Regions from separate parts of the Mus musculus genome. Here regions 1 and 2 are each linked to region 3. A link is a contact called in public Hi-C and promoter capture Hi-C data. All regions are on one chromosome and are shown on one strand. Each heading gives the region's core, a stretch centred on a gene start, on an enhancer-like site or on the middle of the called end of the contact. The rest is flanking DNA. Distances are from core to core; before and after follow the strand shown. Region 1 has its middle 180 kb from the start of Gm35430. Region 2 holds the start of D030045P18Rik (RIKEN cDNA D030045P18 gene). Region 3 holds the start of Grik2 (glutamate receptor, ionotropic, kainate 2 (beta 2)).

Region 1 (3,618 bases), core at 777-3,276, 3.7 Mb after region 3:
CTTGAAAGTTCCAGTCTTCCCGTGAGAGCAAGAACAATGACACAAATATTCATTTAGATGAATGCTTACCACGCTTGGCCTTATCATTTCCAGCTACCCACATTTCAATTTTCCTAGTTATGCTCAGAAACTATGGCTTGTGATGGAAAGCAAGAGAAGGATACTGTTGCCATGGCAGCAAAAACATTTTTTTCCTCCCTCAAAAATAGTATGTCAGAGATCAGTAAGAAAAAAATGCTAACTGCACTTGCAGAGAAAATTAAATTTAAATACAAATTCTTACAGTTTTATCAAGGGCTATTTATGTTGGGTTGGTTTTTTTTTTCTGTCTTAATGTACAAAGATGTGTAACAATGGACTTGCTAGTTAAAATACAAGTTGCTTTTCCTTGCTTTGAGCAGATTAACCAACGTGCAGAATCCAGCCTTTAAAAATCTCAAATGGAATGGTGAGGATTTGCGAATTGTTTGAAATGATACTCAAAGAAGGATTTTCAAAAGCCACTCAGCTTCACAGCTAATTTTAAAACAACAAAGAAGCAAATACTATAATGACAAACACAAAAAGCAGCCAGTGTCATCCTTTTGAATTCCTTTGCTTGTCATTCAGCCAAGATATTACCCTTTTCCAAACTGGCTGAGTAACAACGCATGCTAATGTACCAACCTGGGCTGCTTATGTCCTCTACTGCATTCCATTTTGGTGATATCACATTTGCAGCTGCAACAGTGGCTTCTTGCAAGATAAAGACCCTAAAATTTTCCAGCGATCAGTGAGCTGTTTACATTTCCTAAGGAGAGAGTACAGCTCCAATGTTGCTGTCTTAAAGCTGGGTATTGCTTTCCCGCCAAATTCAGTGATTGCGCTCTGTTAGAATTAGTTGGCTCTGCAGCTCTTGCTGCAGTCCCTGTTTGTGCTGTTCCCATCCTTGGTGTGTTTTCTCTTTTATGTACTAAGATGAATGTTGGTATCAGGGCCTGCGAGGAGCGAGTGATCTTTCTACTGCATATTCCGAAGCATGTTGATACCTCTTGTTTCTATTCGGTGACAGAAATGGAATTCAAATCTCTCTCTCTCTCTCTCTCTCTCTCTCTCTCTCTCTCTCTCTCTCTCTCCTCTCACACACATACACACACACAAATGCCCTTGAGAAAATCAGTGCAGTATATGTTCTCATGTTCTGGTTACCTATAAATTGTTAATTGTTGTATGCAAATGTACTAAAGGCAGTTTTAATTACATGGCTTATTCTGCCTATGTTCAATTTATCACTGAGTTTCTGAGATTTATTTAGAAGCAAATCAATTCCCAGTCTGTATCCTGAGGCCAGTTGATTCCATGCAGCATGTCTACCAAATAAATATCCTCTACTGAACAAAGATTGAACAAACTGGCTACTGTATTAGAGGGACCAATTATACTACTCTTTCCTGGGAGAAATAAAAAGTGTGGTCATTATAGCTCAGTTTGGCTGTGGGGTAGGTTTTCTGTCTGGTCAATGTTTCCCTTAGAATCAACACAGGGGACTCACAATCTTTTCCTTTGTGATTATAATCAAATAGATTTCAAAATGTTCTTTGGAAAATAGGCTTATTGGGTCTCTCTCAAAGCAGGACTCCTCAGTACTCAAGAAAAAAACCCACAGTCATATTTTGGTTCTCTGGGGAATAGCCACCATAAAAGGTGTTTTCCTCAAGCTAGAGTCAGTGAGGTGAAATGAAGGTGGTAGTTTGCTGTAGCAGGGAGCTTCCCAAGATAGTGCTATCAGACTTTGCCTAAAAGTGGCATGGACTGTCTCAAAAGATCACTCTGTCTTTCTACAACCATTTCCTGCTTTCTCTTTACTGTTATGATGTATAAAATTGTTGTGGGTAATTGTACTTTGGAGTGTGATTCAAAGTTTGTGTTTCAGCCAGGGCCTAAAAGCAGCTTCAGCTAGCCAGCTTTGGCCCCCTCTGCAGATGTCATCCATCAGCATGCCAATAGTGGTGCAGCATGAGAAAAGCTGGCAGCACCGCCCTTGGTCTGTGGCCGAGCCCCACTATTCACCCCGAGGACATTTAATGTCTCACGGAGCCTTAAAGAATAGATTTGACTAAACTGGGTGCTAGTTGCTAAGATACCTAAAATAGGAACAATTATTTCTGTTGGACTTCAAGGGAACGAAAATAAATGAACAAGAATGAAAAGTGCCCAGAAAATTAGTCATGCAGAAAATAATTATACAATGTTCTCTGAAACCAAAGGGCTATGTATTATCACAAGGAACAACTTGCAGGATCTCACCATCACCACGCTGTCCCTGCTTCTGTATTCAGCTATGAAAGTGACAAATCAATCTTACTTTGAAAATAATCACTTTCTAATTACCCTGAGTGACACAAATCTGTGTAGATTGCACCACATCTCAGGGCTAAGAGGATTCAAATGTTCAATCACAATCCCCAATCCCTTCCAAACTTTATCTCAGTGTTGCGTTGTGGGGAACCTGTAACAAAGATGGGACCCAAGCTGATCAGTCAGGATCCAGGTAGAAACAAACGAGAAACTCAATAGATAAAATGTGACCATCTCTGATCCAGCTTTGAGAATGTCTAACTACTGTAACCCCCAAGTCTAGATGCATTTAATACATGGGAAAACACTGACCAGTGGAGTCACATTAAGTTACTCTTATCAAGCCATGGTTTACAGCCAATTCTAAGTACATACTCACATGACCCCTCTCCACCCATACCCCTTAGACAATCCTAGCTCCCCATCCTGCTCTTCTATTTGTTTCCTTTACAACCCACATTCTCATGTTTCTTTTCTTGTGCTCCAACTCACACAGGATATCCTTGTACCCAGAATTTGTCTTTCCCAACGTAACCTGATACACTCTTATTTATCAAGGTTTACCTCAACTGTGGCTTCCTATCTATAAGCCTTCGACTTTCCTGGTTACCCTTATGTCCAGTTTAGGATGTGGGTGTTGTTTGTTGTGTTTTTGCTTTGTTTGCTTTTGTTTTAAAATATGATCTGGCTGTGTTGCCCAGGCTAGACTCAGGTACCTGTAACCCCAGATCAGCCTCCCACATAGTTAAAATGAGAGGTCTATAATGTCATGTTTATATACTTCTCATACCTCATTTGTCAGTTTTGGTTACATATAACCTATTGTTCTTTGTCTCATGAGCTTCAAGGACCTTTTTTACTCACCTGCATACCCCACAGGACAAGTCTTGTACCTGGGTTGTTGCAACTAAGATAAATTGAAAGATCTTTCTAGAAATTCAGATAGCTCTAAAACAGAAAGTAACACCAGAGCATTGCCCCATGGATTTTGAAGTTTTTGCAGTAGAAATAAAAGTATTATTTCTTTTCTATGTTATTGATGTCCAATTTTAGAAGGTCTATTTAAGCAGTAACTATATTCCCTCCTTTTTAATTTAAAAATATGTGCTCAGTAGAAATTTTGCAAGTAGCCACTATTCATTTGTCTCCTTATCCAGCCTTTAAAAAAATTCAAGGTTCTAAATACCTTCGTGTCATTTATCTGTTGTCTAGAAGTAGAGTAGTCCATATATAGAACTTTCTAGGGGCCTGGAGTTTCAAAGAATACTCAGGTTAGCTGAG
Region 2 (3,968 bases), core at 236-2,735, 4.0 Mb after region 3:
CCCCTCAGATGCCAGGGGCATGCACAAGGTGCACATATGTTCATGCAGGCGAAACATACACCAACAAAACAAAAGCAAATAAATATTTTAAATGGTGATAGGCATGGAGAGACATGGACTTTGAGAGCAAGGGTACATTGTCACTCAAAACCCATCTGACACTGCCATTAATAACATAGCAAGACCTGAAACTTGGCCTAGAATTCTTCTCACTATAACATGCTATCAATAATATATTGATATATATAGCTTTCTGAAATAACAATCTACATGCAAAATGCCTTTCATATAATACTCTCAAAGGTCAGTTGCTGTTATTTCTGCTTTAACTGAAGAAACTATGGCAATGAGCCGTGCATGAACAGAAAACATCTCCACTTGGTCATCCTTGAAAAATGTGGTGTTAAAGTTTCCACTCACATTTTCGAGCTAAGCTATATGCCTGTACAGGAAATACAAATTATTAATAGCAGTTCCAGTATCTTATAAATGCAGAAAGTAATAAATATAAAAATGTTAAGTACACAGAGTCGATGATAGAGAGGATTTGTTTATTTGCACGATTTATGAAATTGTGACCTTGAAACTCTCATGCAAAAAAAAAAGCCATTAATCCCAATTTGTAAAGTACATGGGACCCACAGCAGGAGTGGTAATGTGGATAAAAGGCAATGTAAGAAGGCATAGACTGTCTTTTATAGCACATTTGTCAGCTTCCTTCCCATTAAGCCTGTTTTAAAAGGTGAGGTATATTTCTGACCCTAAAAAGTTAAAATTACTCACCCCAATCAATCTGGTATTGTACATTGAGATATACTGCCTTCTTCCACAAGTACTAAAAAATTTTATAAACCCTGAGGTAACCAGAGATGAATTTCTTAATAAAAATTCAATTTGTAAGGTTTCAATATTATTTACTTCTTGATTATAATTTGTGAGCCTTGCCCAATACAGCCACATAACTCCCTCCTCTGGCAGTGGAAGTTAAATTGATTGGGCCTGTTCACTAAATAACACATGAGCTGAACCATTTTTTTTTCTTCTCAAGTCTCTCATACTGCCTTGCTATTTACTTTCTGTCAAAATAATCCTTGCATGTCAGCCACCAGGCAAAACATAGACATCTATCTAAGAATTTTCCTCTCAGTTTAGTAAATGACTTTATATTGGAAAGTCTTTCTGCTCACGCAAAATTCACATAGAAGGGGAAAAAAAAGGTAACTCTGACATACCTGTTTCACCATTGTGGGAGGAAAAAATGCTGACACTGATCCTTGCTTCTCCCTCAGACCAAGGAATACGGCTTTATTTTGCACTTCCGGTGCTATTCATTCTCAATAGTAATCACCAGAGACTTAATTACACCTTCGTGTATGCCGGAGCAGAGGCATACAGTGTTAGTCCACAGGGTACTTGTGGGAGGGGCACATGGAGGCCCTGGAACTTTCCATTCTGCCTAGTTTCCTGGAATTCTGGCAGGACAACGGAAGTCCGCATGGATGCTGCACTGTTGGATGCTGGGAGCCTAAGAAGAAATCCCATTGTGTCCTCCCACAACCTTATCAGTTCAAGACAGAAATCCTCAGGCAGAGTCCGTTTCTCCAGCGAGGGACATTGCTTGGACTGAGAAGCCAGGCCACATGCGGGTCTGTAGTAGAATTGAAGCAAACTGTGCCCCTTGAACGACCTGTCTGACCAACTGTTAATCATTATCCAAACCTCAACAGAGGGGGGGAAATAACAATAAAGACCCTCAACTCTCACTGCACACGGTGGGATAAACGCAGGCAGCACCCAAGAGCCCAATAACACGGAGAGAGCAAAGCTGAAACTGGTATTTAATCTCTGGGGAGAGGAAAGAGGGCATAGAAAAGAGAGAACTCTAATTGAAACCGCACAGAAGCCCCCAGTCAGTGCTTCACGCTGACAGTCTCGAAGCCTGTGTGGAAATTGGCTTCACAGTCTTTGTTTCCTCTGGGCCACATGCTGCGAATCTGGTTACAATCATAGCTGTTATTAATCAGAACCGGGCTTGGGTTGCTGGCAAGTAAGTGGTACCAGGATGTAAGCTTTTATGTGCAGATACACAGGCTCCATTGACTTTGCCCTCAAATTCCCACATACTGCTCATCAATATGTACAGAATGCTCTCCAGAGCGGAACATCCAAGGCACGGGAAAGGCCAGGGAGACTGACCAGAGAAAGAAATTAGGAACGACAGATGTTTGACTTCTGCAAGGTCAGAGAGGCCGGTAAATAAGGTCCAGAAGCAGAGAGCCAAGGCTAGGGAGGTCTTGCCCATCAAACCTCGGCTCCAAAAGCACTGCAAAGTCACGTCCTGAGAGAAGATCAACAGCGCCTGAAGCAAGCAACTCTGGTGTCAGCCCAGAGCTCAGGTTCAAACACCTGGCTGAGAAGCCTCTGGCAAGAGATGACAAGTGTGGCTAAGTGGCAGACCATGTGCTCAGCATGCACAAGGCTCTGGAGTCAACTCCCAACACCAAATAAACAAACAGATAAATAAAAAGTTGGCAGAAAAGCCAAGCACTTGCTGGGGATTGGTGATTTACATAAAGGAGAGCAGCTTGGGAGTGGCTGACATATAAATTACATCTTTCTACAAATTCCCTGACTTCCTCCTCACCCCAACACCTACTAGTTGGCACAGCAGCATCTACACTCATTCTGGCTCTACCATATTCCCAGATCACTGGCTAGAGTGCTCACTTGCCTTTTTTCCTGGGTAGTTTCAGGTTCATTCTTACACATCAAACCAATATGGCTTCTTCAGTATGTGTCATGGCCAATTCCCCAACTGGGAGGAACCCCAGGTACGGACAAAACAGAGAATGGGAAAACCCCTCTATACATTTCTTATTAATACTTGTTTTTCTTGTAACACTCACATACACAAGATTACACAGGTGCATACCGGATGCACACAGAGACTCATACACCATAATTCGATGCTACCTGGAGAAACTAGTCATTAAAACATTCACCAGTGAATTGATTCTGTCTAGCCCACGCTGCTCAAAAACCTGCATTCCCTCCTCTCTCTTGTCGCAAGTTTGGCATATCCCCACCCAACCCCCACCCCCACCCGCTCTCCCCCCCCCCATCCCCCAACACACACACACACACTGCAGCTAAGGAGCACCACTCGTCACCTAGTGGCTGAAGGCACCATAAATTTATTCTTACATTCCTGGAGATGAGAAGTCTAAAGTAAATCTTAGGGGGCAAGATGTGTATTTTTGTCAAGCTCGTTCCCTCTGGAAGTTCAGAAGAGAACTTGTCCCTGCCAATTTTCATTTCCAGGGCCAGCGGGCTTTCCTTGGCTCATGGTTTCATGAGCCCAACCTCCTCTTCCAGTATGGCACCAGCTATACCCACCCTCATCTCCTGTCTTTCTTAAGGACCTCTGTGGTTGCATCAGATCCACCGGAATAGCCCAGAATAAGGTCTTTAAGATCTCAATATTCCTCTGGAAGCTCTCAGAGACTGAGCCGCCAACCCAAGAACGCACACGGGCTTGAACCAGACCCCCAACACCTATGTAGCAGAGGTGCAGCTCAGTCTCCATGTGGGCCCCCACCAACTGGAGGGGAGGCTCTCAATAAAGCTATAGCCTGACTACGGTATCCGTTCCCCAATAGAGCTACTTTGTCTGCCCTCAGTGAGAAAGCATACGCCTACCCTGGCTGAGATTTGATGCAACCAGGGCAGAGAGGGGTTGGAGGAGGGGTGGGGGCTCCATCCTCTCAGAGGAGGAGGGAAGGGAGATTGGAGGGAGGATCTCTGTGAGGGGGGAAGTCGACAGGGGAAAGTCAGCATTAATGCTAATTAATTAATTACTTAATTAAAAAAAAGAATCTCAAAATTCTTAACTCAGTCACAGTCGCAAAGTGCCCTTCAACATTCACAAGACCCAGAGCTTTGCTTGGGCCTGTCTTGTTATTCACTTT
Region 3 (3,613 bases), core at 340-2,839:
AACTCATCTCTTCTTAACTTAAGCCCATGTCTCCCAGAGACAGCTAAGCACAGTAAATGTGTGGTGTATGTGTGATACGGTGTAGAGAGCCTAGGATGGTGAACAACGTAGTAAATAGTGAGGATTTGGCTAGGACTGAGTCAGATGTTAGCCCAGAATGTGTGGCATACCGAGACAGGTTCAGGAAAGTTTTTACTCTTCTGGGATAGCAATGGCTGCAGGTAAAACAAAACAAACAAACAAACAAAATACAGCAAAAGAACAAACGCTTCTCTGCGGCCTGTTGGTCTGCTGTAGGGTGAACAGGAGCCTCTGCTTCCAGCCCTTCAGAATTAGACTGGAGTGCTCCTGGGACTGCAGTTGCCTCTAGGCTCCACTGAGCTTAGGAATTCCACCTGGCCTGCTTCCTATTACAATCCCTTTGAAATTTGTCTCCTGGGCTGGTCTGCCAAGCCTGTTCAAGCTTGGCCTCTCTTAAACCTCCTCGAGAATAGTAGCTCACCAATGTACTCTGGGGGGAACTGCTAAGTCTCCACTCTAGTTAATATTGCAGGGCTGAGGATAAAGTAGCAAAGGTATTGAATACATGTTGACTTTTCTGACCCAGAGGAGAGCAAATCCGGGATTGTTTGCAGAAGCTAATCGCTCCTCCAGAGAAGCCTGAGGAGTCTGGTGTGCTCTCTGCCTCCTGTCCCCACCCCTGACTCCAGGAAGCAACCCTTGGGAAGACCCTAGGACTTAGGCACCCTCCTCCTCCCACTTCTCCTTAAAAACATCTTTCAATATCTCATATTTAAGTACTTCTATATGCTCATTTTCCCAACCATGACAGCTAGGACTCCAGGTTCTGTGCTTGCCAGGCCTCAAATTCCCTCAGAGTTCAGGGACCTAGCTTGAAGAACAAAATCAGATATAAAGGGGCTAGACCTGTGCTGAGATTTCCTGCCAGCTTCTTGATGTTGAAAGTCCATTTCTTTTGCTACTGGACACCAGGAGAGACCAAAACCCATCTAGCTTGAGAAGCAGGATAGAAGTAGAAGATGCAGAAACCAAGATGATCCTCACCAACCTGAATGGGAAATGCAGTAGTTGAACCAAAAGGGTCACTTTGGAGACAACCAGCTGCTCCCCAGATGCTGGCAACATAGAAGTCTCGTTGCCATGGTTTCAGGAGCAGCAAAAAAGCAGCCACCCAGAAGCAGAAGCTATGAGTCCTTATACTCAGTGTAGCTTCTCAGAGCAGGCAAAATCAATCCTTGTCCCTTTTGCCTTACCCACTGTCATTCAGAGCATCTCTGTCCCTGTTCCCCTATGCCTGGATGTGGATGTGCTTGCTTGCAGGAGACGAAATCAGGGCCGAGGGTTCCGGAAGCACTAGGTGGTCAGTACCCGGAATTCTCTCCCTGGAGTTCTTGAAATAAAGAGTGCACCGTGCTCTTGGGTGGGCCTGGGTGCCCTGGAGCTAGTAACAGCAGCGGGGAAAGAAGCGCGGCGCCTTTAAAGCAAGAGGAGAGGAACCCCCGCCAGGAGGCGTGTCTGTCTCCAGCGCCACCGCTGCGGCTCCGCGGTCTCGGTCTCCGCCGCCGTCACTTGCGCTCTCGCTGGCGGCTGCGTGGCCGAGGCTGGGAGCCCGGGACTTCCCGCTGAACCGCCTCCTGCCGCAGCTCTGAGAGGACTACCCCAGTCCCTACCCTCCCTCTTCACCCTAGCCGCAGGTAAGCACTCGCCAGCGGTGGACCCTCCCTGGAGCTCAATCCCAGGGCGTTCGCTGTGGGTCCGGAGGCACTGCGGACCCGCGAGGAGCACTAGCCGCGGACAGGAAAGGAAGAGGGGAACCGCTGCCCGGCTGAGTTCGTGCGCTCCAGGCACCTGCTGGATGCAGCCGCTTGGAGGGCTTTGTCTCACTTGCTGCAGCCAGTGCCCCGCAAGGATGAAAGTGGCTCATTTGGCTCCTGGCTGGTGTTCTCCACGTAAAATATTTGAATAAGTCGATCTGTCAGATGTGTACTCAGCTACCGGGACTCAACGCTCAAGGCGAAGAGACGCAGGAAAGCTGTGTATCTTTGTGCCATAACAACTCCTCATCCCTCTTTCGTCCACCAGTCCCACTATCTCCCTGATTCATAACTCTGGGGTGAGAAAGTTGAGATTATTTTAATACTGAGGACAGTATTAAAAGCTTCAGGAAGAAAAAAAAAAAAAAACTCTCAGGGCATCCCACAGGGGTAAGGACTAACTGCATCACTGAGGTGGATCATAAAGATTCAGAACTTTTAACCAACCACATTTCCTCATATTTTTATCTTCTGGAGTATTGGAAGGGTGTGTGTGTGTGTGTGTGTGTGTGTGTGTGTGTGTGTAGCAGTAGTAGCAGAGAGAGAGAGAGAGAGAGAGAGAGAGAGAGAGAGAGAGAGAGAGAGAGAGAATCAAACAGGACTAATGCTTCTAAGATGATTTTGGATTTGGGGGTTGGAGGATATTAGAAACTACCCTCTGGTAACGAAACGAACAGATTACCGTTTAACATTTCTTCATCTTCATACTGTAAGTATCTCTCATCAAAATTACCTTATGGATTAATTTTTTTCATCTCACAAGAATATGACTAATTCATTTAAATAAGTCTGCAGTTTACTTGCTGGAAGATGTGCAATTGCGTTTTAATTTGGTCTTGTTTTACTTCCTTACTTTATAACTTTGCAGAATAGACTCCTGCAATAATCAAGTAAGCTTATGAACTCTCAATGTCCTTAGAAACTTAGGCGTTAAAGAATTGAAATGCACAGGGGAAGAAAAGACAGAAAATGACTAAATAGTAAAACATCTATTTTTTTTTAAATTTAAATCCACTGAAGATTGCACATGCTGAATTTTTTAAAAGGAGCTTTACCGACACAAATCTCTTTGGTTCAATTTCTTAATTAAGATACATTTTTAGCATCTAAATAGTAATTAAAATTAAAAATATCATTAGCCACCAACGTAGCAGAATGTTAATACCACAGTTGGTAATGTGTTTAGAATCCCAAGGAATAACAGAAATCATGGATGCGTATGCAACAGTGTGGTTTCAACTGATCTCTGTCTTGGACTTCATTCTGTTTCCCCTTTAATGTCATGATTGAGTAGGCTGTTTTTTTAGCTAAGCTTCAACACAATAGGCCACTTGCATGGAATAACACCTTAGGTGTTACTATACAGTGAGGTTTCTTAAATGTCCCATAACAGCAGAACAACAGTGAGAGGGTCAGCAGAAGCCTCTCACTTGTGTGAGAAAATCTAAATGCACTGAATATTTTCTGTGGAAGAACCATTGAGATGGTTTTAAAATTTAGATTATTATAGAATACACATTTGCTGTCTCTAGCCAAAGTATAGGAATTGTCTTTTAAATGTTCTGCTATAAGGATTATTACACATTTGTTCATGCCCCAGCAGGTGGCAGCTAACTAGAATAAGATTCATTTTCACCCGGAGACTAGGAAACTAAAATTGCTTCTAAAGTAATAGTGCCCAAGAAGAAGAGGTCATTAGTGTCAGGTAATACAGAAGTGCAGTGAAAGATGGAGCTAATGTCTTTCGTCCTTCTCACTGTTGATGTTGTTGTAGGAAC

The links. Promoter capture Hi-C pulls out the DNA fragments that hold promoters and counts their contacts. A called contact is a pair of places that touch in the nucleus more often than the background predicts.
Region 1: a contact with region 3 is called in a Hi-C map of cortical neurons, with 6 times the contacts expected there. The contact joins the enhancer-like site here to the promoter of Grik2 in region 3. A contact is called at or near these places in 5 of 39 promoter capture datasets (cranial neural crest, frontonasal cranial neural crest, hippocampal neurons and 2 more), 9 of 484 Hi-C or Micro-C datasets (cerebellar granule neurons, cerebral cortex, cortical neurons and 3 more) and 4 of 115 datasets of contacts at active chromatin or transcription factors (astrocytes, embryonic forebrain, forebrain and 1 more).
Region 2: a contact with region 3 is called in a promoter capture Hi-C map of hippocampal neurons, with 2.9 times the contacts expected there. The contact joins the promoter of D030045P18Rik here to the promoter of Grik2 in region 3. A contact is called at or near these places in 2 of 39 promoter capture datasets (cranial neural crest and hippocampal neurons).

What each region holds. Positions count from the first base shown.
Region 1 is chr10:46,044,324-46,047,941 of GRCm38.p6, reverse strand. No RefSeq gene overlaps it. Among named protein-coding and RNA genes, the nearest start is that of Gm35430, 180 kb to the left of the region's middle. Within about 2 kb of position 2,026, at least 21 of the 459 cell types and tissues checked have an H3K27ac peak or open chromatin away from gene starts, as enhancers often do. A contact at or near this core is called in cerebral cortex, cortical neurons and neural progenitor cells, where this site is marked.
Region 2 is chr10:45,805,221-45,809,188 of GRCm38.p6, reverse strand. D030045P18Rik (RIKEN cDNA D030045P18 gene) reads right to left here and starts at 1,485. Exons shown (of 3, transcript NR_040624.1): 1 at 1,233-1,485.
Region 3 is chr10:49,786,730-49,790,342 of GRCm38.p6, reverse strand. It overlaps Grik2 (glutamate receptor, ionotropic, kainate 2 (beta 2)), which reads left to right and starts at 1,589. Exons shown (of 17, transcript NM_001111268.3): 1 at 1,589-1,715.